4 separate regions of the Sus scrofa genome follow, and all the other regions are linked to region 4. A link is a contact called in public HiChIP or PLAC-seq and promoter capture Hi-C data. All regions are on one chromosome and are shown on one strand. Each heading gives the region's core, a stretch centred on a gene start, on an enhancer-like site or on the middle of the called end of the contact. The rest is flanking DNA. Distances are from core to core; before and after follow the strand shown. Region 1 holds the start of DLG2 (disks large homolog 2). Region 2 holds the start of CREBZF (CREB/ATF bZIP transcription factor). Region 3 holds the start of TMEM126A (transmembrane protein 126A). Region 4 holds the start of HIKESHI (protein Hikeshi).

Region 1 (6,422 bases), core at 3,294-5,793, 630 kb after region 4:
GGACATCATGCAGTCTGTGTTCCTTTTTGCTGAACTCAGCACTGTGGCTGAGGTAATACATTTGAAATTGAATTTAATTACAATTGATAATCAATTAAAGATAGTCTCCCAAATGGTGTCCTAATTACTTTTAATTAAAATATGGTTATTGCACAAATAACATTTCAACAATTTTAGAAACAAAACTACTTCAAGAGACAAGAGAAATTATCCAGTCTCAATATTCCAACAAACTACTCTTCTCATCTGCTCATGCTTCCCTCCAGTTCTTTTTTTAATAAGCTTTTCTCATAACCAACTCAATAAAATTAACAGGATCTTAGATACTCAGAAACAATGGCAATACAGAAGATCTGCAAATAAAGTTATTGACTTTCAGTGTGGGTGTGTCTCTTACTTTTCTTTTCTAAGATAGTCAAATTTTTTTTCTATAATTTCGATGACCATTGGTTTTCTGAGTTTTCCATCTCCTAAAGAAGGTCTGGACTGACCATGTGTGTATGTTGGCATCTTGATGTCCTGAAAAACACAAAAATCCAGAACTATAATGGCTAATGAGATTAATATTAAATTTTATAAATTCTATAAATTCAGACTAAAAACATTTAGACTCTAGTAAAGTGTCAGGTATTTTCATCTGCTTTCATAATACTTTGTTAATGATTCAGTGAACATTTAGTGAGCTCTTATTATCTGCTAGACAGTGGCTTTTCTTTTTTTTTTTTTTGGTTGCACCCATGGCATGCAAAAGTTCCTAGGCCAGGGATCAAACCTGCACCACAGCAGCAACTCGAGCCACTGCAGTGACAATGTCGGATCCTTAACCTGCAGAAGTACACAGGAATCTGGACAATGGCTTTTTGATTCACAGAATAACTTTCAGAAATTGGTAGGATAATGGTCATCTCTACTTTTATAGATGAGAAAATCAAGGTTCAGAAAGGCTGACTTGCTTTTGGGCTTAGTGTAGAAGGATATCTTACTGAGATACTGAATTTCTGTTTTCCCCAAAGGTAGCCAGGTCTTTTGTAGTTCTCCATGCTCTAGCTTTTTCAAAGCTGAAAGTAAACAGTAGCTACCTGTTGACAACGGTCTCTATCCTGTGTCTCATGAAAGCCTGAGCTCATTTTGAAGATTATGTTGAGTTTCCTGGTGAGGTAGGAGAGAACAGGGATGGCCTCGGAGAATAGTGAGAAAAAACATTAGAAAGAGGGACAATGTTCCAGGCTAGGAAGAGGCAGTAGTGGGTCATGGCTACCTGGATTATATGTATCCAGCTGCTAGCAGCACCTGGGGCAGAAGCAGGGCCTTTGCTGGAAACTGCCATGGGGTATACCAGGAAGCCTGGACCCATGGCACTGGCCGCCAGGGGTTGAAAGTTCCTTTGTCCCAAGTGTGAGGTATCAATAGACAGGTGCCAATGTCAAGGGACCGTGAGGTTTGGTCAGTAGCATCTTAACAGAAAGTAGGGGTAAACAAAACAAACAAGACTATCAGAAAGGATCCTTTCTGAATGTTTTGCTTTGGGTAAGACTCTCAAATTTCTGTAAAAAAAATTTTTTTTTTCTCCCTTTTTTGGCCTCTCCGTGGCATATGGAGTTCCCAGGCCAGGGATCAGATCTGAGTTGCAGTTGGGGCCTAAGCTGCAGATGCGGCAACATGGGATCCTTAACCCACTGTGCTAGGCCAGGTATTGAACCTACATCCCAGCACTCCCAAGATGCCACCAATTTTGTTGTGCCACAGCAGGAACTCTGGAAAGTCTTAATATTTGTTAAATCTTTTGCCATGCTGGCATTATGGGATTCCAGAATAGATTTAAAAAAAAAAAAAAAAAAAAAAACTATAGCCCTTCACAATTTATATGAATCTTCATTTTAACATTTATAGTCAAGGACACAGAATAATAGTTCTCAAATTTCAGGAGTATTGGGCAAGGGAATCAGTGTGGATTAAGCATAATGGACACAGAGGATACTTAGTGATTCTCAGCATTTCATGTGCACAAGAACCTAAATGTGCATCGATAGATGACCTGATTAAGAAGATGTGGCACATATATACAATGGAATACTACTCAGCTCTAAAAAAAACCCCAAAATAATGCCATTTGCAGCAACATGGATGCAACTAGAGATCCTCATACTAAGGTAAGTAAGTTAGAAAGAGAAGACAAATACCGTATGTTATCACTTCCAAGTGGAATCTAAAATATGGCAGAAATGAACCTATCTACAAACAGAAAGAGACTCAGACATGGAGAACAGACTGTGGTTGCCAAGGAGAAGGGGGGAGGGAGTGGGATGCTTTAGGAGTTTGGGGTTGGTAGATGCAAACTATTACATTTAGAATGGATAAGCAATGAAGTCCTGCTGTTTATCCAACCTGCTGGGATAGACCACGGTGGGAAATAATATTAAAAAAAAAAGAATGTATATGTTTGTATGACTGAGTCACTTTGCTGTATAGCACAAACTGACACAACAGTGTAAATCAACTATAATAATAAAGTAGAATTATATGGGGAGTTTATTTGAAATTCAGTCTTTTGAGCTCTCTCCTGAGATATGTGGATTCAACAGAAAAAGGTGAAGACTAGAAATCTGAATTTTAACAGCATCAAGTGATTCTGATGCTAGTGATCAATGGATGCATGCTGAACATCACTGATTTGGCTGAATAAATAATATGTACCAATCCTAACCCTAATCATGAAAGGCCAGTTCATCTATGGCATCAACATCCTGAAGGTATGGGCTCTGAACTTTCTTGCTTTTTTTTTTTTTTTGGTCTTTTTGTCTTTTGAGGGCCACACCCGAGGCATATGGAGGTTCCCAGCTAGGGGTCGAATTGGAGCTACAGCTGCCCGCCTACACCACAGCTGCAGCAACGCCAGATCGAGCAGTGTCTGCAACCTACACCACAGCTCACAGCAACCTGGATCCTTAAGCCACTAAGCAAGACCAGGGATCAAACCCGCAACCTCATGGTTCCTAGTTGGATTCGTTTCTGCTGTGCACAGTGGGGCACTCCTCCTCTGAACTTTCTTTTGGTATTACACAATGAATAGTAATGGGGGAGGACAGAAAAAGAAAAGGAAAATATTGTACAAATCACAGTTTCTCAGGGACTAGATGTAATCTTTTGCCTCTGACATCTAAATGGTAAATGGGAATGAAGATTACAGCAATATCTAAGGCAGATGTCAGTAACATAATTAACCAGAAACTTTGGATAAATTTTTGTTTTGCTGGTATCCAGTTCACTGAAGTCTCTCATCCCTCACAAAGAAAACTTCCAGGCAATGACTTGTACCAATCTACACTGTCTATGCTCTCAGTATCTAGGGAACACAGACAACCAGGATTATGATCCTAAAATACTGAAACAGGACAGCAAACATTTATTGAGTGCCTGGTTTTGGGAAGGCACTGTTATTAAAGCAGAGAAATATACTGGTAACTTTCTAATACACTTTTTACAAGTATTGAAATGCAAAGATTTCGCTATAAACAACTTTTTATCTAAAAGTTAACCAGTGCAAGGCCACTCAACTGGTCACCACGATTGTACCAGTAACAGTGCCTGTGTGTAGGTTTATCTTCTAAAGTACTTTATGGCTTTATAGTGGGTTTATTAGAATTTTATTTAAAATTTACTCATCCTTTACTCAACATTCACCTGGTATTTGACAGTCCCCCGGTTAAGCAAGATGTGATCGTATTCTCAGAACCCAAAACCCAGGCAAAGGTCAGGACAACAGGGCCGGGAACTTAAACGCAGAACGTGTGTCATCAACAAAACAAAACACATAAGAAAAGCCAAACCGAACCAAGCCACGGAAAAGTGTGAGTAGGTTTCCCGGAGGAAGTGGCATTTAAACTAATATCCGAAAGAGGAAAATCTGGAGGGGGGGGTGGGGCTAGTGGAAATAGGTGCAGGGAGGTGTTTCAAGCTGAGGGAAAGGCCGGTGCAAAGGCACCGAGGCAAGAGAAAACAGACAGCATCAATTAGGAAGAAACTTCAAGTCTACTTTCTCTCCGCTTCTTTCCAAAGCAACTGGGCACTTAACCGAGCCGTGTATGGACTTCGGAGCTGTTCTCTTTAGACTTTCAAATCCCCTTTATACGCATCATTTCAGAAGTTTGCCAACACTGTGAGGGTGCAGAAGCCACCGCGCATACCACCTTCGGTTTCCACCTACCTTGGGCGCTTCTCCGGCTTCCACAGGCCCCACTTCTGCAGCTCCCAGGTCAGCCCCAACCCCACGTCCGAGCGCCGCCATTTTGGCGATTCACGTGACCAGCGGTGGGCGGGGACCCAGAACCCCCGGGGCGGGAAGTGGTGCCGGCTCACGCCTCTCGCCTGCAGCCCCAGCCCGCCCCGACCCAGTCAAAAGCCGCGCCCTCCATCCTGGTTGCGATTGGGCGCGGCATCCAGAAATTAGGGCCGCTCATTGGCTTCCAGGAGGTCCAGACGCCCGTGGGCCCGCCCCCCTCCCCGCCCGCATTCCCTTCTCCAGCTATTTGTTAGCCCAACTCCCTATTCTAGCATCCCAAAGGGGCGGTCCGAGCGTAGGGATTTTGCTGCGCGTTTTCCCCTCCTTAGGGCACCTCCGTTAGCTGTGGCTGAGCTGCCCGCCCCTTTCACTCCTTCAGGGTGCTCCCCCTCTGGCCTGGTCCTTGTGTTGAGGCTTCACGGGCACCTCCTCCCTATAACCCCCAGCCGGCAGCCAGAGCAGCCCCGACCAGCTTCGTCCTCACAGCCTTCAGACTCTCCACCTCAGTTTTTAGTTCCCTCATATTCCATCCTTTCACCCCGCTTGGAAAGGGACCACAGAGAAATTTGTACCCCTCCCCCCGGCTCTCCGAGAAGACCCCCCCCCCTTTGCCAGCCGATGTTTCGGGGCGGGGGGCGCTGCTGTAAGGAGGCCTGGCGCCCTTTTGTGCACGTTCAGTGGCCAGCAGTATCTCCCGACCAGCAGCCCCCGACCCTCCAGTCTCCACGTCTTAGAGAAGCCAAATTCGAGAGTTATATAATTGCTAGTGCTGCTGTTTCTCCTGCCTGAGGAAACACTTCATCGCGTGGAGGGTGCAGGACATTTGTGCTCTTCTATATGAGAACGGGGTGTGGGCAGGGGTGGCCAGCGGTAGCAGAGAGATTCCTTGTCTTCTCTGCAAAAGCAAGGTGGGTAGTTTGGAGAGAGACTGAAAGAAAAAGGGTGGATGTGGAAGCCAAGCAGCCGAACTCTCTCATTTAGGAAACCGCGAACCGTTTGCACAGCTTATGCTCACATGCCTATTACTACTACAGCGTCTCAGAAAACACCTTTGGGGGAAGGTTTGACTTGCCTCGAACAGTCTCAGTGTTTTTCCTCGCCGGACAGGGAGCTGCTTGGATGCGAAGAGATGGCATGATGTGAATGACTCCAGTGTGAAGAAATCTTCGCCAACTCATCCTGCATCAAGTGCCCATTGAGTAGCACTGTCACTTTAATGTCTCCATGCCAAGGGATTGCTTTCCTTCTATTCAATCCTCTCGGTTAATACATGGGAGGATCAGAATCAGAGGGGCATTAAGGATCAAGCCTGAGGGGCTTGGAGAGCACAGAAGAAAAAAATGAAAGTGACAGCAAGCTGGATTCTGTCTTACTGAGGGGGTGAGATCCCGAACTTGTGGTCCAGTAAACAGAAGGGGGGGGGGGCCTTTCAGTCTGTCTTCTGCCCCAGAAAACTGTCGAAACTCACCCACCTTTTTAGAGGCTAGAGTCTAAAAAGAGGTTTTTAAAGCATTTTTTTTGGAGGGGGTGTGAGGGTTTTACGTTTTTCTCTAAAGAATTGAGTTCATTTTTGAATTTGAGCATGTATTAAGTAATGAGACAGCTGTGTAAATTTGGTTTGTGCCTTAATTGAGTTAGTCATTGAACTTCCAAAATGTTGCTGCCTGAAGAGGAGTTTTAATAATGTTTTCTACGCTGACAATAATTTTCTTTTTAAACAAAATAAACATTTTATAAACACCGAAAAACTCAAAAGCTATTTTTCTTTAAACTCTGTGGGCAGCAGTGTCAAAGTTTGTGGGAAGAATACATCATTTTTTCCTTATTTGAAAGAGAAGACAGCCTGGATTTCCAACAGTAAAGTGGTTTGCAACAGTTACCTGGCTCTTGGCCTCCATCCAGCTGGATCAAGTTGATACCTGAAAAGAGATCCTGACTCCTGTGGCCTTCGAAAGACCCAAGAATGCCAGTCAAGAAGAGAGGTGGGCTAAGAGGCTTCCTATATAATAATATGCTTCTCCTTTTTCTTGGTTCTGGTATTTGCAGTTCAAATTGTGTTCCGTTTGAGAGTAAAATTTTGCTTGGGATATAGTTATTGTAATAATGTCTTTTCTGTGGTTCATGATTTGGTAATATTTTGCTA
Region 2 (7,209 bases), core at 3,137-5,636, 590 kb after region 4:
GCATTCCCCACCATCTCTACTCCAACTCTCTGCTATGGAAAATCTAATAAATGTATGTATTGGTGATGGAGTACAATTATGTCATGGTCTTTGTAAAGCATTTGATAGATTGGTACTCATCATCTATTTCAATCCCTCTTTTAATGTATTCTTTTCTTTTCTTTTTCTTTTTTCTATTTATGGCTGTGTCTACGGCATATGGAAGTTCCTGAGCCAGAGGTTGAAATGGAGCTGCTTCTGCATCCTACGCTGCAGCTCGTTGCAATTCTTAACCCACTGAATGAGGCCAGGGATTGAACCCACATCTTCATGTACACCCTGTTGGGTTCTTAACCTACTGAGCCACAACAGGCACTCCCTAATGTGTGTTTTTTTTTTTTTTTTTTTGTCTTTTTGCTATTTCTCGGGCCGCTCCCGCGGCATGTGGAGATTCCCAGGCTAGGGGTCCAATTGGAGCCATAGCCACCGGCCTACGCCAGAGCCACAGCAACGTGGGATCTGAGCCGCGTCTGCAACCTACACCACAGCTCACAGCAACGCTGGATCGTTAACCCACTGAGCAAGGCCAGGGATAGAACCCGCAACCTCATGGTTCCTAGTCGGATTCGTTAACCACTGTGCCACGACGGGAACTCCCCTAATGTGTTTTTAATGTGCTTTTCAGTATTGCAGAAATGGAAAAGCTAAAACAAAAGAAACCGCAGATCAAACCATATTTGCCAGATTTCCCTGTAGTTATATTTGGAAGCTGCAAATTAGACAGCCATCCTTTCTCCCTGCTTTGGCTCTTCTTGCTGCCAAGCACAGTCTTGGGGACATTGGGTTTTTCTGCAACAACATCCTAGTATTCATTTACTAGTTTTATTTATTTATTTGTTATTGAAGTATAGGTGATTTACGATATCATATTAGTTTCAGGTGTACAGCATAGTGATTCAATATTTTTATGGATTTTACTCCATTTAAAGTTGTTACAAAACCATAGCTATATTTCCCTGTGCTATACAGTATATCCTTGCTGCTTATCTATTTTATACATAGCAGTTTGTATCTCTTAATCCCATATCTCTCTCACGGTCCTCCTTCCCACTGCCCTCTCCCCACTGGTAACCACTAGTTTGTTTTCTATATCTGTAAGTCTGTTTCTGTTTTATTATATACACGTTTGTTTTATTTTTTAAATGCTACATATAAGTGATAACACATAGTATTTATTTTTCTCCACCTGACTTATTTCACTAAGCATAATATTCTCTAGGTCCATCCCCACTGTTGCAAATGGCAGAATTTCATTATTTTTAATGGCTATTATTTCATTATATGTATATACCACATCTTTTTTATCCATTCATCTGTTAATGGACATTTGTGTTGCTTCCATATCTTGGCTATTATAAATAGCACTGCTATGAACATTGGGGAGTATACATCCTTTCCAATTAGTGAGATTTTAGGGGGACACACCCAGATCATATGGTAATTCTGTTTTCAGGTTTGTTTTGTTTTTGTTTTTGTTTTTTTTTTTTTTTTTTGTCTTTTTGCCTTTTCTAGGGCCGCTCTCCGCAGCATATGGAGGTTCCCAGGCTAGGGGTCCAATCGGAGCTGTAGCCGCCAACCTACACCAGAGCCACAGCAATGCCAGATCCGAGCAGTGTCTGTGACCTACAGCCACAGCTCACAGCAACGCCGGATCCTTAACCCACTGAGCAAGGCCAGGGATCAAACCCACAACCTCATGTTTCCTAGTTGGATTCCTTAACCACCGCACCACCACGGGAACTCCCTGTTTTCAGTTTTTTGAGGAACCTCTACACTGTTTTCCGTAGTGGCTGCACCAATTTACATTCCCACTCACAATGTACAAGGGTTTCCTTTTCTCCACATCCTCTGCAACATTTGTTATTTGTGGAATTCTTAATGATCATCATTCTGATCGTGTGAGGTAATATATCGTGGTTTTTATTTGCATTTCTTTAATGATTAGTGGTACTGAGCGTCTTCTCTTGTGCCTCTTGGCCATCTGTATGTCTTCTTGGGGACATGCCTATTCACCTCTTTTGCCCATTTTTTAACTGTGTTGTTTGTTTTTGATATTGAGTTGTATGAGGTGTTTAAATATTTTGGATATTAGACCCTTATTTGTCATATCATTTGCAAATATTTTGGATATTAGCCCCTTTTTTGTCGTATCATTTTCAAATAGTTTTCTTTTTGTTTTGTCAATGGTTTCCTTTGCTGTGCAAAAGCTTTTAAGTTTAATTATGTCCCATTTGCTTTTGTTTGTTTGTTATGCTTTTATTTCTTTTGCCCTAGGAGACAGATCCAAAAAAATATTGCTACAATCTATGTCACTGAGTGTTCCCCCTATGTTCTCCTCTGGGAATGTTATGGTTTCTGATCTTACATAAAGGTCTTTAATCCATTTCGTTTATTTTTGACTATGGTGTTAGAGAATGTTCTAATTTCATTCTTTTTCAAGTAGCTGTCCATTCACTCACTATTTTTTTGAGATATGGTAGCCAGCCACCAAGATAGCACTTAATGATTCTTTTTCCTAGTGTTCATATCCTTCCACAGTGAGTAAAGTCTGATTGGTGTGATCAAGGGAATTCTACAGAAGTGATCGTAAGTGATTTCCAATGGTAGATCATAAAAGACATTGCTGTTGCTTCCTTGGTCTCTTGGGTGATTCATTCTGGGGGAAGCCAGTGTAGACACTCGCACAGCCTGGAGAAAGGCCCACACAGAGAAAGAACTGAGCTTCCCCCAGGACCAACTTGTCAGCCACCTTGGAAGTGGATCCTCTAGTCCCAGCTAAGCCTTCAGATGACACCAGTTCCAGCCAAATTCTTCCTGAAGACCATGAGAATTCCAGAGCTAGACTGCATAGTCAAGGTACATACAAATTTCTGACCAACAGAAACTGTGAGAGATAATGTTTATTGTTATTTTAAGCCCTAACTAGGTAAGCAAATATTTATTGTTGTTTCAAGGTCTTGAGTAGCTCGTCAGGCAGAAATAGATAATTAATACATGGGGTCAATAGTACTGGCAGCAGCAGCATTCTTGAGGCCAACATTCCAGCTTTCTATTGACAACGTTCCCAACTGGGGCAGAAATAGCTGCTCCCTGTCAGGCCTGTTTGGCCACCCTATACTGAGAGGCATTCTTGATCACCCAGCCTAATGCCCCTCCTCTAGTTCTTCCAGTTACTTTGTAAGCACCTTCTCTCCATTACATCTTTTTCTGCTTAAAATACTTGAATTGGTTTCTATTTCCTACAACTGAGTATAACCTGGTAAGAACATCCATCTCAAATCAACAGCTAGACACTACAGGTGTTCCTGTTCAAGTTAGGAATAAGACACAGAAGTTAGTTATTAAAAGCATTATTTAACATCAATTTGGAAGTGCTATTTCATTATTAGTCAGTACAATGAAGTGAGTATTGCAAAGAAGATGGCAAAATTGTCATTATGTACAATAAGGTGATATGATTGTCTACCAGGGAAATTTGAATGAATAAGCTAAAAATAAAAACTATCAAGGAAGTTCAGTGGGTGAATCAGTTAAGAATTTAACAAAAAAAATCAACAGCTTTCCTATGTAGCAATGATAACCATTTAGAAAATATAAAAGAAGAAATAATCTAGTCTAGTAGCAAAAAATGCATAAAGTAACTGGGAAAAATAAATTAATAAATTTAATGCAACTTCCACGAAAATTCCAGCTTATTTTTGAACTTGGAAAATGTTATAAAGTTATCTGGAAGAATTAATGTTCAAATATAGATGAAAAATTCTGAGAAAGTATGAAATTCTGGGAGTATGTCTTATCTGCAACTTTGGGATGATTCTGCAAAAAAGAAAAATTGTTTTTACCAACCTTTACATACAGATAAAGCACATTTGACAAAAGGACAATTGTTGAACTGTTAAGTCTGAGTATTGGGTAGTAGTGTTCAATTAGAGTATATACTGCAATATTCTTTTACATACATATTCACATATTGTATATTTGGAAATTTTTAAAATAAAAACTTGGAAAAATTAAATTATATATGAAAGACTTATTTACCTCTCTTTTCTTCCAGTATTCTGTGTTTGAAAAAAATCACATGTTATAACGAAAGGAGAAAAGAATAATTTTCAAGAAGAATCTGATCATCAGGATAATTTTAAATTCATAAATTTGGTGTATCTAAAAGATCATTTCGAATGACAGTGGTTTTACTGCAGATGGAAGCTAGAATACAGGGACTGAGACTTGAGGGCCCAGAGGAGTGGCCACTCCTTAGATAAATCCTAGGTTTGTTGTTATTTTTGCCTCTGTTACTATGACATCACTGGAAATCTGGAGTTACTCCTACTCTCGACCTCACAGAACTCTCGCGATACCAGGCCCTGGTGGAGCGGGAAATGTGGTGGGAGGGGCCGGGCCGAGATCGACCGACTTCCGGCCAGGCCGTTGTCTGGGTGGCGCGGTCGAGTCATCGTTGGGCCTCGCCGCTCCGATCTCCCGTCCCTCCCCCCCCGCCGCAGCGCGGGGGGTCGACCAGCCAAGTGGGGGCGGGAGGTGACTCCGACCTTCCCCTTCACTTCGTTCTGGCCTGCACCCCGGCAACCTGCTCTGGGTCCTTGGGACCCGCGAGGCCCGGTCTGAGGGGCCGGGGCCTACGTGGGCCCGCTGCCGGGCCCCATGAGGCATAGCCTGACCAAACTGCTGGCGGCCTCGGGCAGCGACTCCCCAACCCGCAGCGAGAGCCCGGCGCCGGCCGCGACCTTCTCGCTGCCCCCGGACCTGAGCCGGGCGGCGGCGGAGGACGAGGGGACGGCGGCGGCCGGATCTCCTGGCCGCAAACAGCCTCGCGGAAACGAGGGCGAGTCGGAGGCCGGGAGGGGGGGCCGCGGCGGCGTGGCCGTGCGCGCGCCCTCGCCCGAGGAGATGGAGGAGGAGGCGGTCGCCAGCGTCCCCGGGGACGAAACGGAGGACATGGACTTTCTGTCCGGGCTGGAACTGGCGGATCTGCTGGACCCCCGGCAGCCAGACTGGCACCTGGAGCCCGGGCTCAGCTCGCCCGGGCCTCTCTCCTCGTCCGGCGGAGGCTCGGAGAGCGGTGGCCTGTGGCGAGGGGACGACGACGACGAGGCCGCGGCCGCTGAGATGCAGCGCTTTTCTGACCTGCTGCAGAGGCTGCTAAACGGCATCGGCGGCTGCAGCAGCGGCAGTGACACTGGCGGCGGCGAAAAGAGGCGGAGAAAGTCCCCCGGAGGCGGCGGCGGCAGCAGCGGCGGCAACGACAACAACCAGGCGGCGACAAAGAGTCCCCGGAAGGCGGCGGCGGCGGCCGCTCGTCTGAATCGGCTGAAGAAGAAGGAGTACGTGATGGGGCTGGAGAGCCGAGTCCGGGGTCTGGCAGCCGAGAACCAGGAGCTGCGGGCCGAGAATCGGGAGCTGGGCAAGCGCGTCCAAGCACTGCAGGAGGAGAGTCGCTACCTACGGGCCGTCTTAGCCAACGAGACCGGACTGGCTCGCTTGCTGAGCCGGCTGAGCGGCGTGGGACTGCGGCTGACCACCTCGCTCTTCAGAGACTCGCCCGCCGGGGACCATGACTACGCGCTGCCGGTGGGAAAGCAGCAGCAGGACCTGCTGGAAGAGGACGACTCAGCCGGAGGAGTGTGTCTTCATGTGGACAAGGATAAGGTGTCGGTGGAGTTCTGCTCAGCGTGCGCCCGGAAGGCGTCGTCTTCTCTTAAAATGTAGGGTCAAGTAATCTGCTCTTTATCCGCGTTTACCCCTTTCAACTCCCTTACACCATGTAAAACACCTTAGTGGGACATCTTCACTGGACACATTTCAGAGGAGGAAAAAAAAAAAAAAGTAATATTGAATCTTTAAGTGTTTAGCTAAAAGCATGAATGTGACACTGTAACCAACTCCTAATGATAACATGTGACTATTAAATCTCTCTGACAGTTTCTTTTTTAGGTGATTTCCTTCCTGCCAGGCTCCGTTGTAGGGGTTACAGAACAGTCGTTCCCGCCTCACAACCTGGTAAGGATCCATCTCTTCACGTAACGCTCATGCTCTGCTGCTTAGTCTACTTTAATGGGCAACATCTCAATTCGTGTGTGTGTGTGTGATTTTTTTTTTTTTTCTTTTTTGGAAGGTGGGAGGGGAATCTAATTTGGGCCCTGTCCACCCTGGAAACAGACTTGTGCTGGTCAGTAATGTATTCAAGATGCTTCTTCTGGTTGAAATAGCTGTTAATGTGTCCCCTTGTTCAGACTTGCGTGTACCTAGCTCTTCTGTCCCCAGTGTGGACATGGCCTTGGATGACATCGGTTCCAACTGTACACTGAAAGCTGCTAATAGAGATACAGTTTGGAGACAGTGACACAGGTGAAGTTGAATGGAAGTTCCGAGTTGTACAAGGTGCAAATTGGAATTCCAATTTTAGAGCAACTTTTCAGAGGTTGACAATAAGTACTTGGGGCATGCACAAATGTGATAGTTATTTTGCCGGAGATAACAGAAATCTCTTGAATAATCAAGAATGCCTTTTAGTTTTCTTAGGTCTAGACATACAGTCTATTCAGATTATAGGTTTTTATATCACCATTAGAGAAATTGGAAATTAATGTGCACATCAGACTCCTGTGTTGGTTAATTGAAGGGGGAATAAGCATGGTCAATGGAATGTCTCTTTGAGGACCAGCACAGTGATTATCCTATCACTGAGTATGAATAAATTGTTGAACACCTTTATTTTTGTTGTACTAAAATTTTAGGTTAAATTTATGTATGATTAGCTATTGACGGTTATGAAATGTGAATGAAAACGTGTAAAGTGAGGTTTCACAAAGAATCTTATTTTCCATATTTTAAGTCTTTGACCTATTTAAAAATAAGTTTTGAAATTGAGTGGTTCTGGCTACCTAATGACACAATTGACACTTTTCCCAAAGTTGGGACATAGTCTTCCCTTGAAGTACTCTATTGTCCAGTTGTATGGATTGAGTCACCATGTCCTTCAGTGTAAGAGGCATTAAGAAATTCTTTGTGAAACATCACTGTTTGATAAAGTATATACGTATTTAGCATCCTTGTTTTTCTTTGTGCTAAAGTGGATACAGCTGTTGGGGCAGAAGAGACGGGACCAGCTGCTGGCCACATTTCCTGCTTTATTTTAAAAGGTAGTATAAGAAA
Region 3 (6,459 bases), core at 159-2,658, 600 kb after region 4:
GGGTGAATGAAGAATTTTAGCCTGAAGATTTAGAGTACTAAATAAGATTTCATGGTAGCAGAGCTAAGAAAAGCGAAAGTTCAGAAATAAAGGACTTTTTTTTTTTCTTTTTTTTTTTTTAGGGCTGCACCTGTGGCATATGAAGGTTCCCAGGCTAGGGGTCGAATTGAAGCTGTAGCTGCTGGCCTACACCACAGCCACAGCAACGCCAGATTTGAGCTGTGTCTGTGACCTACACCACAGCTCACAGCAACGCCAGAACCTTACCCACTGAGCAAGGCCAGGGATCGAACCTGCGTCCTGTGTCCTTATGGATGCTAGTCAGGTTCTTTTCTGCTGAACTACCACGGGAACTCCAGGACGTGGTTTTATGAAATTAAATTTTCTTGGTTCATCATTCATTTTCTGTGAGATTAATTTACACACCAACAGATATTTACTGGGTAGCCAGTAGATATATGAGAGACCAGGAAAATGTTCAGTGCACTGAAATTTCATATCCCTGCACTTATTAACGTAAGTACTACAATGTAGGCTTAGAAATTTACCTCTGTGTTTCTTGGATGCAAATTTCTTGAGGGCCTTGGTTACATGATAGGCTCTTTGCCCTACAGCAATATTAGTTAATATTAGTTTAATTATTAGGAATAATTTTGTGTTCTGGGGATGGGGGTAAGGGGCGGTGCTGGAGTGAGATATAAAAATCAAATTTAGTATATATAAAGTGTACAGTATATATGTCTGAAATGTTTGAAAGTCCAGCTTAGTGCTATCACTAGAAAGTTTTCTGTTCCATGCTCTGCATATTGTTGAGGTTCCTGGTTCTGTGAACTAGCCATTTCTAAGGCGTAGATATTAAAAGTCACCCTTATTTTTGTAAAAGTTCTGATGAAGCAGCCAGGAGCAGGCCACGGTTATTACCCCGGTTATTAATAAGTCCCTATCAAAGACAATGCCACGTTTAAATATTACAAACATTTCAAAAGGTTTTTGCACTAGCTACCTTTCATGGCTCAGGATAGCTCCTAAAATAGACAAAATTAAATTAGGTCAAGGTGACTCTCTAAATCGGCAGTAAACCTGGAATTAAATTCAAGCAGTCTTTCTCCCCCTCCTCCTAGGCTTAATTTAAAGATAAGGCCTTTTCTTTTCGGGTGGAAAGTGAAGGGACTGTGTCGGTGCCCTAGAACCGACTTCTCCCCTTCCGACTCAAGTCCTGGGATCTCATTCCCGCGCTACAGGTGAACAGCACGTCACCACGCCGAGCTTCTCTTGATATTGCGCGGTTTACTGCACCCCTTTTCCCGGAACCAGTACCTTACTTTCTCCTTCCAGCAGTCGGGGCCTCTTCTGGTCTTCCTCAGCCACGCGAAGGTTCACTCCAATCTTTGCGCAACGCGCCCGGGCGCAGCCATCTTTCTGACACGTGACGCGGTCCGGGGCGGGCACTGGGGGGCCGCGCGGCTGGTGATTGGGCTACCAGGAGGGAGGTTGCACCCAGGACCTTCCCTCGTCGGGAAGGTGCTGTGCCTCCCAGCAATGAAGTTTGGCTACCGTGCAGGGAACTTACTGCTTACAACCTACTCCCGCCTCTCGGAACAGAGCTTTCGGAAATTGAGAAATTTCCAGATTTCCCCTTTCGTTGTCTCTTTCGTTGAAAATCTACCTCTGGTAAGTTCCTTAAAACTTCCTAACCATTAGATTATGTCTCATGTATTGACACTGGCTATGTGAAAAAAAACCTGCATAGCCCTGGGCATACGAGATAGGTACCTGAGATTTCTTTGCTCCATTGATTGTCTGTTCTCCCTTAGATCTTGAACTTCTTGTGCCATGTTACGGTTTGGTTGATTGTGCCATCGAAATCCGAACACTTTAAGTGCCAGCAGGAGCATTCTCCGCCCCCCACCCCCGCCCAGTAGAATACTGTTTATAAAAAGGAGGAGTAGGTGAATGAGGCGAAAGAAAACTTTTCAGAGCGAGGGAGTCTTGTAGCTCCCTGAGGACAATTAAGAACCAAAGTCTTGAACCAAATTTCTGGAGACCCCTGCCTCAAGCCTCATCCTCTCAGGCTCTTTCCTCATCTATAAAGCAGGAGAGGAAACGCAATCATTGATTATTTTGTAAAGGTGTGAGGATCCTATAAAAGCGTTACCAAGGTTACCTGGAAGATCATTGAGCTTTATCTAAGAAGAAAGCAATAGTTAAGGTGAAGAGGGAAAACTTGATAGATGAAGTGAGCAGGAGGAGAATCCCCCCGCCCCCAACTCCTTCCCTGAGGGATTTATCAGATGTCAATCCTTCGCTTGTTGATGATCCAGAAAATGAAAACAAGTGCTTTTCCGCGGCAGAAGATCAGCGTACATCCCAATTAAAAGTTTCTAAGATAAACAAACAGTTGGGGAAAACCAGGTTTTTAGATGTTAACTCAGTGTGCATGAATAGTTTTTTCCCCAACACTCCATTTTATACTCTTATTACAATTTCTTTCTTTTTTTTTTTTTTTTTGTCTTTTTGTCTTTTGTTGTTGTTGTTGTTGTTGCTATTTCTTGGGCCGCTTCCGCGGCATATGGAAGTTCCCAGGCTAGGGGGTCGAATCGGAGCTGTAGCCACCGGCCTACGCCAGAGCCACAGCAACGCGGGATCCAAGCCGCATCTGCAACCTACACCACAGCTCACGGCAACGCCGGATCATTAACCCACTGAGCAAGGGCAGGGACCGAACCCGCAACCTCATGGTTCCTAGTCAGATTCGTTAACCACTGCGCCACGACGGGAACTCCACAATTTCATTTTTAATGGTTTGAAGCTAATTTTGAAGTTAATAAATGTGCATGCTGTACAGTATCTGCAGTATGCCATTCTGGAGCAATAAAAGCAATTTAGTACGTTGAGATTTTACAAAAAATCAGTTCTTCACCAGACGAGATGGAATGTTCATTTCATCTAAGTTCTCAAATTTACTGGCTTAAATTGTTCATAATATACCTTTTTTTAACTCAGTTTATTATATTTATAGTTGTACAACCATCATCACAACCCAGTTTTACAACATTTGCATCCCAGACCCCCAGCTCATCCTTCCCCCTTCACCCTGTCTCCTTTGGTAACCACAAGTTTTTCAAAGTCTGTCAATTTCTGTTCTGCAAAGAAATTCATTGTATCCTTTTTTTAGATTCCACATATAAGTGATAGCATATGTTTGTGTCTCACTGTCTGCCTAACTTCATTTAGCATGATAATTTCTAGGTCCATTCGGCTGCAAATGCCATCATTTCATTCCTTTTTATGGCTGAATAATATTCCATTGTGTATATGTACCACCTCTTCTTTATCCACTCCTCTGTCGACAGACATTTAAGTTGCTTCCATGTCTTAGCTATTATATATAGTGCTTAAATGAACACTGAGGTACATGTATATTTTTGAGTCATGGTTTCCTCTGGCTAGATGCTGAGGAGTGGGAATGCTGGATCAAATGTAATTCTATTTTTAGTTTTTTGAGGCATCTCCATAATGTATTCCATAGTGGTAGGAATTACATTCCCACCAAGAGTGTAATAGGTTCCCTTTTCTCCACACCCTCTCCAGCATTTATTGTTTGTAGGCTTTTTTTTTTTTTTTTTTTTTTTTTTTGTCTTTTTGCCATTTTTTGGGCTGCTCCTGCAGCATATGGAGGTTCCCAGGCTAGGGTTCTAATCAGAGCTGTAGCCTCCGGCCTACGCCAGAGCTACAGCAACGCAGGATCTGAGCCGCTTCTGCAACCTGCACCATAGCTCACAGCAATGCCGGATCTTTTTAACCCACTGAGCGAGGCCAGGGACCGAACCCGCAACCTTATGGTTCCTAGTCGGATTCGCCAACCACTGAGCCACCATGGGAACTCCCCTGTTTGTAGACTTTTTGATGATGGCCATTCTGGCTGGTGTAAGCTGGTACCTCATAGTAGTTTTAATTTGCATTTCTCTAATAACTAGTGATGTTGAGTATCCTTTCATGTGTTTTTTGGCCATCTGTATGTCTTTGGAGGACTGTCTGTTAAGATCTTCTGTCCATTCTTTGTCTTTTATTTATTTATTTTTTTTGGTATTGAGCTGCAGGTGTTTTTTATATATTTTGGAGATTAATCCCTTGTCAGTCACTTCATTTGCAAATATTTCCTCCCATTCTTTGGGCTCTCTTTTTGTTTTTGCTTAGGATTTCTTTTTCTGTGCGAAAGCTTTTCAGTTTAATCGGGTCCTATTTGTTTATTTCATAATACACATTTATTATCCTTTAAAATCTGTGGAATCTGTAATGCATGGCCACATCACTCTTTCTTGTAACTGGTCATTTGTTTCTTTTTCTTTCTTTCTTTTTTTTTTTTTTTGCTATTTCTTGGGTCGCTTCCGCGGCATGTGGAGGTTCCCAGGCTAGGGGTCGAATCGGAGCTGTAGCCACCGGCCTACACCAGAGCCACAGCAACGCGGGATCCGAGCCGCGTCTGCAACCTACACCACAGCTCACGGCAACACCGGATCGTTAACCCACTGAGCAAGGGCAGGGACCGAACCCGCAACCTCATGCTTCCTAGTCGGATGCGTTAACCACTGCACCATGACGGGAACTCCATTTGTTTCTTTTTTATGTCTGATCAGTCTGCCTAATGCTTAAATTTTTTTTGATCTTCTCAACTAGTTTTTTATTTATTTGGGTTTTTTTTTTTTCTTCTGTTTTCAATTTGATTGTAGTTTGCTTTGATCTGCATTTTTACTTTCTTTTTTTTTCCTTTTTTTTTTTTTTTTGTCTTTTTTAGGGTTGCACTGGTGGCATATGGAGGTTCTCAGGCTAGGGGTCAAATCAGAGCTGTAGCTGCTGGCCTAGGCCACAGCCATAGCAATTCGGGATCTGAGCTGCATCTTCGACCTACACCACAGCCCACAGCAATGCCAGATTCTTAACCCACTGAGTGAGGCCAGGGATGGAACCTGCATCCTCATGGATGCTACTCAGGTTTGTTAACCACTGAGCCACGATGGGAACTCCTATATTTTTCCTTTCTTATTCCTACCTGGGATTTAACTTCTTCCTCTTTTTCTAGTGTCTTAAGGAGGAATCTGATAGTCAGTGGTGTGAGATGTTTTTCTCTCTATATACTCTCCATATGGGGGCGTTTAGTGCTATGAATTTCCCTCCAAGTACTTTAACTATATCCCATGGATTTTGAAATATTGTTTATTTCAAAGTACTTTTAAAATACTTTTTTTTGTTAAGTTCAAAATACTTTATAAATTCTTTTTTCTTTGCCCTGTGGTTTATTTAGAATTGTTTTAATTTCCTAATAGTTAAAATTTTCCACATGCTTTTCTGTTATTGATTTCTAATTCTTTTTCTTTGTGGTCAGAGAATATAGTTTGTATGATTTGAATCCTTTTAAATTTATTGATATTCATAGCCCAGATTCTGGGCCATCTAGGAAATATTTCATGAGTGATTGAAAAGAATGTATAGGGAGTTCCCGTCGTGGTGCAGTGGTTAACGAATCCGACTAGGAAGCATGAGGTTGCGGGTTCGATCCCTGCCCTTGCTCAGTGGGTTAACGATCCGGCATTGCCGTGAGCTGTGGTGTAGGTTGCCAACGCGGCTCGGATCCCATGTTGCTGTGGCTCTGGCCTAGGCCGGTGGCTACAGCTCCGATTGGACCCCTAGCCTGGGAATCTCCATATGCCGCGGAAGCGGCCCAAGAAATAGCAAAAAGACAAAAAAAAAAAAAAAAAGAAAAGAAAAGAATGTATAGGAGTTCCTGTTGTGGCGCAGCAGAAACAAATCCAACTAGTAACCATGAGGTTTCCGGTTCCATCCTTGGGCTCACTCAGTGGGTTAAGGATCTCATGTTGCCGTGAGCTGTGGTGTAGGTCGCAGACATGGCTCAGATCCTGTGTTGTTGTGACTGTGGTGTAGGCTGGCAGCTATAGCTCTGATTCAACCCCTAGCCTGGGAACCTCCATGTGCTGAGGGTGAGGCTCTAAAAAAGCAAAAAAAAAAAAAAAAAAAAAGAAAAGAAAAGAATGTATATGCTGCTGCTATTGTGTCACGTGTCTGTCAATTAGCATAAGCTGATTGATAGCATAACACTTCTCTATCTTTTCTGAATTTCTACCAACTTGTCCTATCAATTATTGAGGGAAGGTTATTGAAATCTCTATTATGGGAGTTGTCTCATTTCTCCTTTCAGTTCTGTCAGCTCTTGCTTCAGTATTTTGAAGCTTCATTATTATATGAATAAACACTTAAGATGAGTTGATCCATGTATATCATTATGGAATAACCTTCTTAGGTTTTTTGTTTGTTTGTTTGTTTTTTTGGGGGGCCGCACCTGTGGTGTACAGAGGTTCCCAGGCTGGGGATCGAAATGGAGCTGCAGCTGCCGGCCTATACCACAGCCAGAGCAGTGCAGGTTCTGAGCTGCATCTGTTACCT
Region 4 (6,359 bases), core at 3,110-5,609:
ATTTCCTATACAAGCCTACTTGGTTAATCTATTTAAATACTGATGTGCATATTACAAATTATGAGATGATTCCTCTCATTATTTATTAAAACACCCAATTCTAAAAAAAATTCTTTACAAAGGTATACATGACACACAGAAAACCACAGTGAGTGGTTCCCTCCAGAGACAGAGGATGGGAGTGTGAGGTCTCCTACTGTTTTTCAAATGCGTATCATTTGATTTTTTAAAAATAATGTTACACATTAGCAATCAGAAAAAATATAATGAAAAGTGAAAAAAAGCCATATTCTATGTTATACTACTTAAGAAAAAATTTAATTATGAAACTATTTTAATGTATTATTCTTACCAGATTTAAGACCTGAAATTTTGAAGATGGCACTTGGTTTCCCATTCGTGACAAATCCTAGGAGCTGCCATACTGGCATTCCATTTGAATCAGGATAGGAAAAGTAGACAGATCCTCCCATTCCCTCAGGAAATGGGATTGTTCCCAGCATAAAAACCACAACATGGTTGATATTTTCATAATCGGGCAAGTCAAAAACAAATTTATCCTCTGCCACTTGCTGTGCAGCTGTTTGCACCTAGAAAATAAGAAACTTGTTTTAGTTCAACAGTTTACTACGTTTCTATAGCCCTTTTAGTACTGCTGTAAGTGTGTACCAAAAATAGTCAATTAAAGTCATTATACCAAATGTAACATTGGGTCAATCTGACAGTCAAATTATGGAATTACCAAATGCACTAGACAGAGAGCTAATTTTAATAGAAAACCTAAAAAGATACATTCAGCCTTAAAGTGATTTAATGAATTTAATCTTTTAAAAACATACCTAAATTATTTCAGAAATGCCCTGAAAGGATTTTACTTCAATAAATAAATCATTACGGCTTCAAAATGGTATAAAAGTGAAAGACTGTTCGCCTGTTCAATAAGCGGTGCTGGGAAAACTGGACAGCCACATGGAAAAGAATGAAATTAGAACACTCTAACACCATACACAAAAATAAACTCCAAATGGATTGAAGACCTAGATATAAGACAAGCCACTATAAAACCCTTAGAGGAAAACATAGGCCAAACACTCTCTGACATAAACGACAGCAACATCTTCTCAGATCCACCTCTCAGAGTACTGACAACAAAAACAAAAAGAAACAAATGGGACCTAATCAAACTGAAAAGTTTCTGCACAGCAAAGGAAACCCTAAACAACACAAAAAGACAACCCACAGAATGGGAGAAAATCTTTGCACATGAATTAACTCACAAGGGATTAAAAACACCTTCTGCAGCTCCACACCAAAAAAACAAATAACCCCATCAAAAAATGGGCAGAAGATCTAAACAGACAGTTCTCCAAAGAAGACATACAGATGGCCAAGAAACACGTGAAAAGACGTTCAGCGTCACTCATGATTAGAGAAATGCACATCAAAACCACTCTGAGGTACCACCTGACCCCAGCCAGAATGGCCATCATCCAAAAGTCTACAAACAATAAGTGTTGGAGAGGGTGTGGAGAAAAAGGAACCCTAGTACACTGTTGGTGGGATTGTAAATTGGTGTAACCACTGTGGAAAGCAGTATGGAGATTCCTCAGAAAACTCAACATAGAACTACCATTTGATCCAGCAATCCCACTCCTGGGCATCTATCCAGAGAAAACCATGACTCGCAAAGACACATGTACTCCGATGTTCACTGCAGCACTATTTACAATAGCTAAGACATGGAAACAACCTAAATGCCCATCAACAGAGGAGTGGATCCAGAAGATGTGGTACATATACACAATGGAATACTACTCAGCCATTAAAAAGAACAAAATACCAGCATTTTTTGCAACATGGATGGACCTACAAACTATCATGCTAAGTGAAGTCAGCCATACAATGAGACACCAACATCAAATGCTTTCACTGACATGTGGAATGAGAAAAAAGGACGGACTGAACTTCTTTGCAGAACAGATGCTGACTCACAGACATTGAAAAACTTACAGTCTCCAGAGGAGACAATTTGGGGGGTGGGGAGATGCACTGGGGTTGTGGGATGGAAATCCTATAAAACTGGATTGTGACGACCATTGTACAACTATAAAGGTAATAAATTCATTGAGTAATAAAAAGGTGAAAGGCTGTTCAAAACACTATACCACCAAAGCCTTATCTTCTAGTTTGAGGGTAAAGAATCTCAGGTAATTAAAATAGGTAAGCAATCCAGAAGTAATTACAGTCAATCCTCATTTGTTGAGTCCTAAAATATACTTGTAACCCCCAAATCATTAAACCCTTGGGTTTATTTTTTATTTATTTATTTTTGTCTTTTTGCCTTTTCTAGGGCCGCTTCCTGCTGCATATGGAGGTTCCCAGGCTAGGGGTCAAATTGGGCTGTAGCCGCAGGCCTAGGTCACAGCCACAGCAACGCGGGATCTGATCTGAGCCTCGTCTGCGACCTACACCACAGCTCAGACCTACACCACAGCTCACAGCAGTGACCCTTCGGTTTAAACACAGAGAAAAAAAACAAAGGAAGAACATAAACCAAATGGTGTGTATTAGTATTAAATTCAATCTTACCAGTTTTTGCCATGCACATAAATCTTAAAAGGCATGTAAAATTACGGTAATTACAAGTCTTGAAATAATCATCAGGCAAAATAAATATTTCTTAAATGTCAACCCTATCAAAGGCACCATTCTGTTAATCTGTGTTATTACACTCTAATCCTCAAACCTCGGGAAAAAGGTTTCACTTTTACTTAAAAATTTTCAGGAAAGAAAACTGAGTTCATAACTTTAGAAAGTAAGAGAGTAATGTAGTTAAAGAGTTGAGATACCGCTAGGTCTCTTCTAATAACTTCACAATTAAAGAGTCAAAGACCGTCAAAAAAATCTTGCCACTGGATATCCATTACAGAGATCAGGTGTTAGCTAAATAGACACAGGTATTCCTAGTCCTTCCAAATTAGTTGATAACATGGATTCCAAATTAGTTCAACTCTTTAGAAAAAGACACATTTCAAATATCACTGACTAATGAAATTCATCCCAGTCCCAGACTCAATCCCAGGCTAGTCATTTCATCTCTCCTATCAAGAGCAGGGGCAATCCAAAGTCATCTCACCAGTTTTAACAATTACCACCATCACCAAAAGGGGTCTCCCAGTCACTCCAGAGACAGATTTTCTGACAGCCACCTCTAATTTATCTCTGTGATTCCTCAGTACTGTGTTCACAACATATTGCCAGAAATTGATGAAAACCTTAACAATTCAACAAAGGAGCTACAATATTTAATAAAGCAGGGAGGGGAAAAAAAACATTCTAGGTGAAAGAAATCGGGTCTGAAATGGATTTCTGAGTGGTTTCTAAGGAGGCAAGCAAGATTCATCCTCCCGATTATTCCTGAACAATTCCAGGTATTTATCTCATTTAATTCTAACAATGCATTAAGGTGGGGTTTTTTTAAGCCACCAATAAGGACACTCGCGGCTCAAATCCTTCTGGGGTCATCTCAGGTAGGCTCACGCTTAAGTTTCATAAGTTTCTAGCTGCCAACTTCCAACTACCTTAAGAATATTTTTATTAAGTCCCTTCTAAAAAGATTCAGCAGTTGTACATTACCCAAACACCTTAATCTTCGATACAAACAGGACGCTACAAATTAGGTTCAGATTTACTGCAACTCATTTATGAGCTCAGGCGAAATCTTTATACTACCAACAAAGCTTAAGTTCTTCAACTACAACATGAAAATGGTAACCATTTCAGGAGCTTTGGTTAAGTCTGCGGTACCAAATTAGCGCTACAGAGAAGGCTGAGATGATGAGAAGTGGACAAAAGTCATGCATTGCTCAGATAATGCACCCTCGCTAAATGGCACCTAAAGATGTGCCTACTAATAAAACGACTCTGAAAAGCGCTGGGGGCAAAGACAGCGAACACCCCAGCGTCCCACTCCCCACCCCCATGCTCAGCTGGAAAGCAGACGTGAGGGGGTTTCCCCCGCACCCCTAGCACCGGCGCACCCTGCCTTCCCGGGGCCTCACCCTCGGGGTGCTGCCCGCTTCCTGAGACCACCCGACCCCATCCTCACCAGCCTCCCCGCCACCAAGCAGCCAAACATGGCGGCGGCGGCTCCGCTCAGCCGGCAGGGACCCGAAGCCGGGGACTAGAAGTCCTGGGGCTTCTGCCCTAGTCGAGACCAAGAACCTTCCAGAACATGGAGGAGGGCGCCTACCCCTCCACTACATAACGACTAGGCCAGCGGCAGGAACGCCTTCTACCCCCGCGACCTCTGACCTCCCCTCCTAACCAGAGCGCCTCTCTAGCGACAAGTACTTCCGGGGCTTACATGCAGCTGCTCCCCTCCCCAAATGAGAAAGGAGCGCCAGCTCCCATATAAGACTACAAGTCCCAGAGGGCCTTGCGCCGGCTTCCGGGAAGGAGAGCGGAGCATTTGCCTGTTAGGGTTGATTGACCGCGTCCCAAATTTACGAGTCCGAAGCAGAGTGGAGTTGTTTTTCACGTTTGTTTAACATTTTAGAGATTACAGTGCGCTTTTACAAACGCTAGATCCTTACAAAAACCCTATGAGGTAGGAATTATTGTCTTGCGTTTTGTAGGTGAGAAAATTGCCCGCAGTGACCAGCCCCAAATTTTTACACTTAGACTCAGGGATGGAGCTTGAATCCAAGTCCTGGTTCAAGTCCGAGTTTCTTCTGCTACACGGTAGCTGAAAAGTACTAATTCTTAATCATATGTTGTGTACTTATTTACAATTTCATTGTACTTTTTTCCAGCCCGACTTACCTCCTCCATATACTTGTTTGGGGGGGGGGGCTGTAAGCAAGTTCTATAATAATTGTGCTTTAATGATGCCATTTGTTAAATAAGAATAATAATTTTGCTTGTCTCCTACGGTTGCTGTGAGGGTTAAGTAAATTTATAAATAACCACTTAGAACCTGGCAGTACTTAGCTAATGGCCGTTTTATTGTAAAATGCCTTTTTTCTTTTCTCTGTGCATTTGCAGAAAAAAGTTAATAGCCAGAGGAACTGGCATCAAGTACTGACTACCAACAACACTCGTTCTCCATTTCACAGCTCCAGTTCCCTTTCCTCTGGATAGGAAGGTAAGATACCCCCTCGGTGAAGGTCTGCCCAACTTGAAATATCTGAACTTAGTCCACTTGCTCAGGTAATGTGGAGGATCAGAGTATTTGAAACAGTCCTCTGGTTTCCATTTTAGCTCCATAAACTTAGATTTTCCTTTGAGGTAGCCAAGCCAACGGCAAATAGATAGAAAAGGATCTTTCTGTCACTGTCTCCAACTTTCTACCTAAGAATTCCCGGAATCTTCAGAATAAAAAGGCCATTCGTTATGACACCATTTTCAGAAGGGCAGACAAACTCCCTGGATTCAGAGCCTGTCTCTATCATTTATTAGCTGTATAATCTTTTAGGCCAGTTAACCTAACACTACCATGCCTTCTTTTTTGGCATCTGTAAAATGGGGTTGTTATGAAGGTAACATGTAAACTACTAAATAGTAACCAGAATGTTGCTTAATAAAATGTTAGTATTGGCATTACTACTTTTCCCAACTTTTCATGTCTTCACGCTCACCTTGTACCATGGAAAACAATAAATAAATATGTTGGTCTCTGCCTCCTGTTTCTGACACTGGGCTCCTGAAAATCTTGTCAATTCCCAAGTGATAGGTGCATTGGAAGCATCTTTTGTTTTGTGAGGGGACTCTGGATGGGTTCTTAGATGTGGTCTGGTCTCCAGGTAGATAAAGCCTGATTAGAAGCTTGGAATTTTCAGCCCCTCCTCCCATTCTATAGAGAGGGGAGAAAGGCCGGAAATGGGGTCAATTGATCACACCTACATGAGGAAGACTTAATAAAATCCCAGTAGTATGGAGTTTGGAGAGCTTCCAGGCTGGTGAACCCATCCACATACCAGGAAGATTACACACCCCAACTCCACTAGGCAGATGCTCCTACACTCCCAGACTTTCCCTGTGTATCTGTTCATCTGGTTGTTCAGGTTCTTCATCTTTATCCTTTACCATATCCTTTAATAAACGGAGTTCTGTGAGTTGTTCTATCCAATAATCAAATTGAAGGGGAGGAGGTTATGGAAACCTCCAGTTTATAGCCATGTTGGACAAAAGTTGTGGGTAACCCAGGCACTTAATTACTTGCAATTGGCATCTGAACGGGGGCAGTCTTGTGGGACTCAGCCCTTAACCTGTGGGATCAGATGCTGTCTCCAGGTGTTGTCTCCAGTTTGACAGAGTCAGAATTGAGCTAAATCGTAGGAGACCCAGCTAGTGTCACA

The links. Promoter capture Hi-C pulls out the DNA fragments that hold promoters and counts their contacts. HiChIP or PLAC-seq counts read pairs in DNA pulled down with a chosen protein or histone mark.
Region 1: a contact with region 4 is called in an H3K27ac HiChIP or PLAC-seq map of skeletal muscle, with 5 times the contacts expected there. The contact joins the promoter of DLG2 here to the promoter of HIKESHI in region 4. A contact is called at or near these places in 2 of 5 promoter capture datasets (fetal liver and fetal skeletal muscle) and 2 of 2 datasets of contacts at active chromatin or transcription factors (alveolar macrophages and skeletal muscle).
Region 2: a promoter capture Hi-C map of liver shows a contact between it and region 4, with 10 times the contacts expected there. The contact joins the promoter of CREBZF here to the promoter of HIKESHI in region 4. A contact is called at or near these places in 1 of 5 promoter capture datasets (liver) and 2 of 2 datasets of contacts at active chromatin or transcription factors (alveolar macrophages and skeletal muscle).
Region 3: a contact with region 4 is called in an H3K27ac HiChIP or PLAC-seq map of alveolar macrophages. The contact joins the promoter of TMEM126A here to the promoter of HIKESHI in region 4. A contact is called at or near these places in 1 of 47 Hi-C or Micro-C datasets (epiblast stem cells) and 1 of 2 datasets of contacts at active chromatin or transcription factors (alveolar macrophages).

The regions. Positions count from the first base shown.
Region 1 is chr9:19,545,538-19,551,959 of Sscrofa11.1, reverse strand. DLG2 (disks large homolog 2) reads left to right here and starts at 4,543. Exons shown (of 27, transcript XM_021102307.1): 1 at 4,543-6,261. The coding sequence starts at 6,243. It overlaps TMEM126B (transmembrane protein 126B), which reads right to left and starts at 4,296. Exons shown (of 6, transcript NM_001243600.1): 1 at 4,205-4,296; 2 at 398-519. The coding sequence starts at 4,285.
Region 2 is chr9:19,592,291-19,599,499 of Sscrofa11.1, reverse strand. CREBZF (CREB/ATF bZIP transcription factor) reads left to right here and starts at 4,386. Exons shown (of 5, transcript XM_013979210.2): 1 at 4,386-5,759; 2 at 5,977-6,054; 3 at 7,128-7,196. The coding sequence starts at 4,699. The coding sequence ends at 5,992.
Region 3 is chr9:19,571,248-19,577,706 of Sscrofa11.1, reverse strand. TMEM126A (transmembrane protein 126A) reads right to left here and starts at 1,408. Exons shown (of 5, transcript NM_001243592.1): 1 at 1,318-1,408.
Region 4 is chr9:20,179,187-20,185,545 of Sscrofa11.1, reverse strand. HIKESHI (protein Hikeshi) reads right to left here and starts at 4,359. Exons shown (of 5, transcript XM_013979233.2): 1 at 4,109-4,359; 2 at 353-590. The coding sequence starts at 4,138. It overlaps LOC106504836 (a long non-coding RNA gene), which reads left to right and starts at 4,441. Exons shown (of 4, transcript XR_001298678.2): 1 at 4,441-4,609; 2 at 5,047-5,146.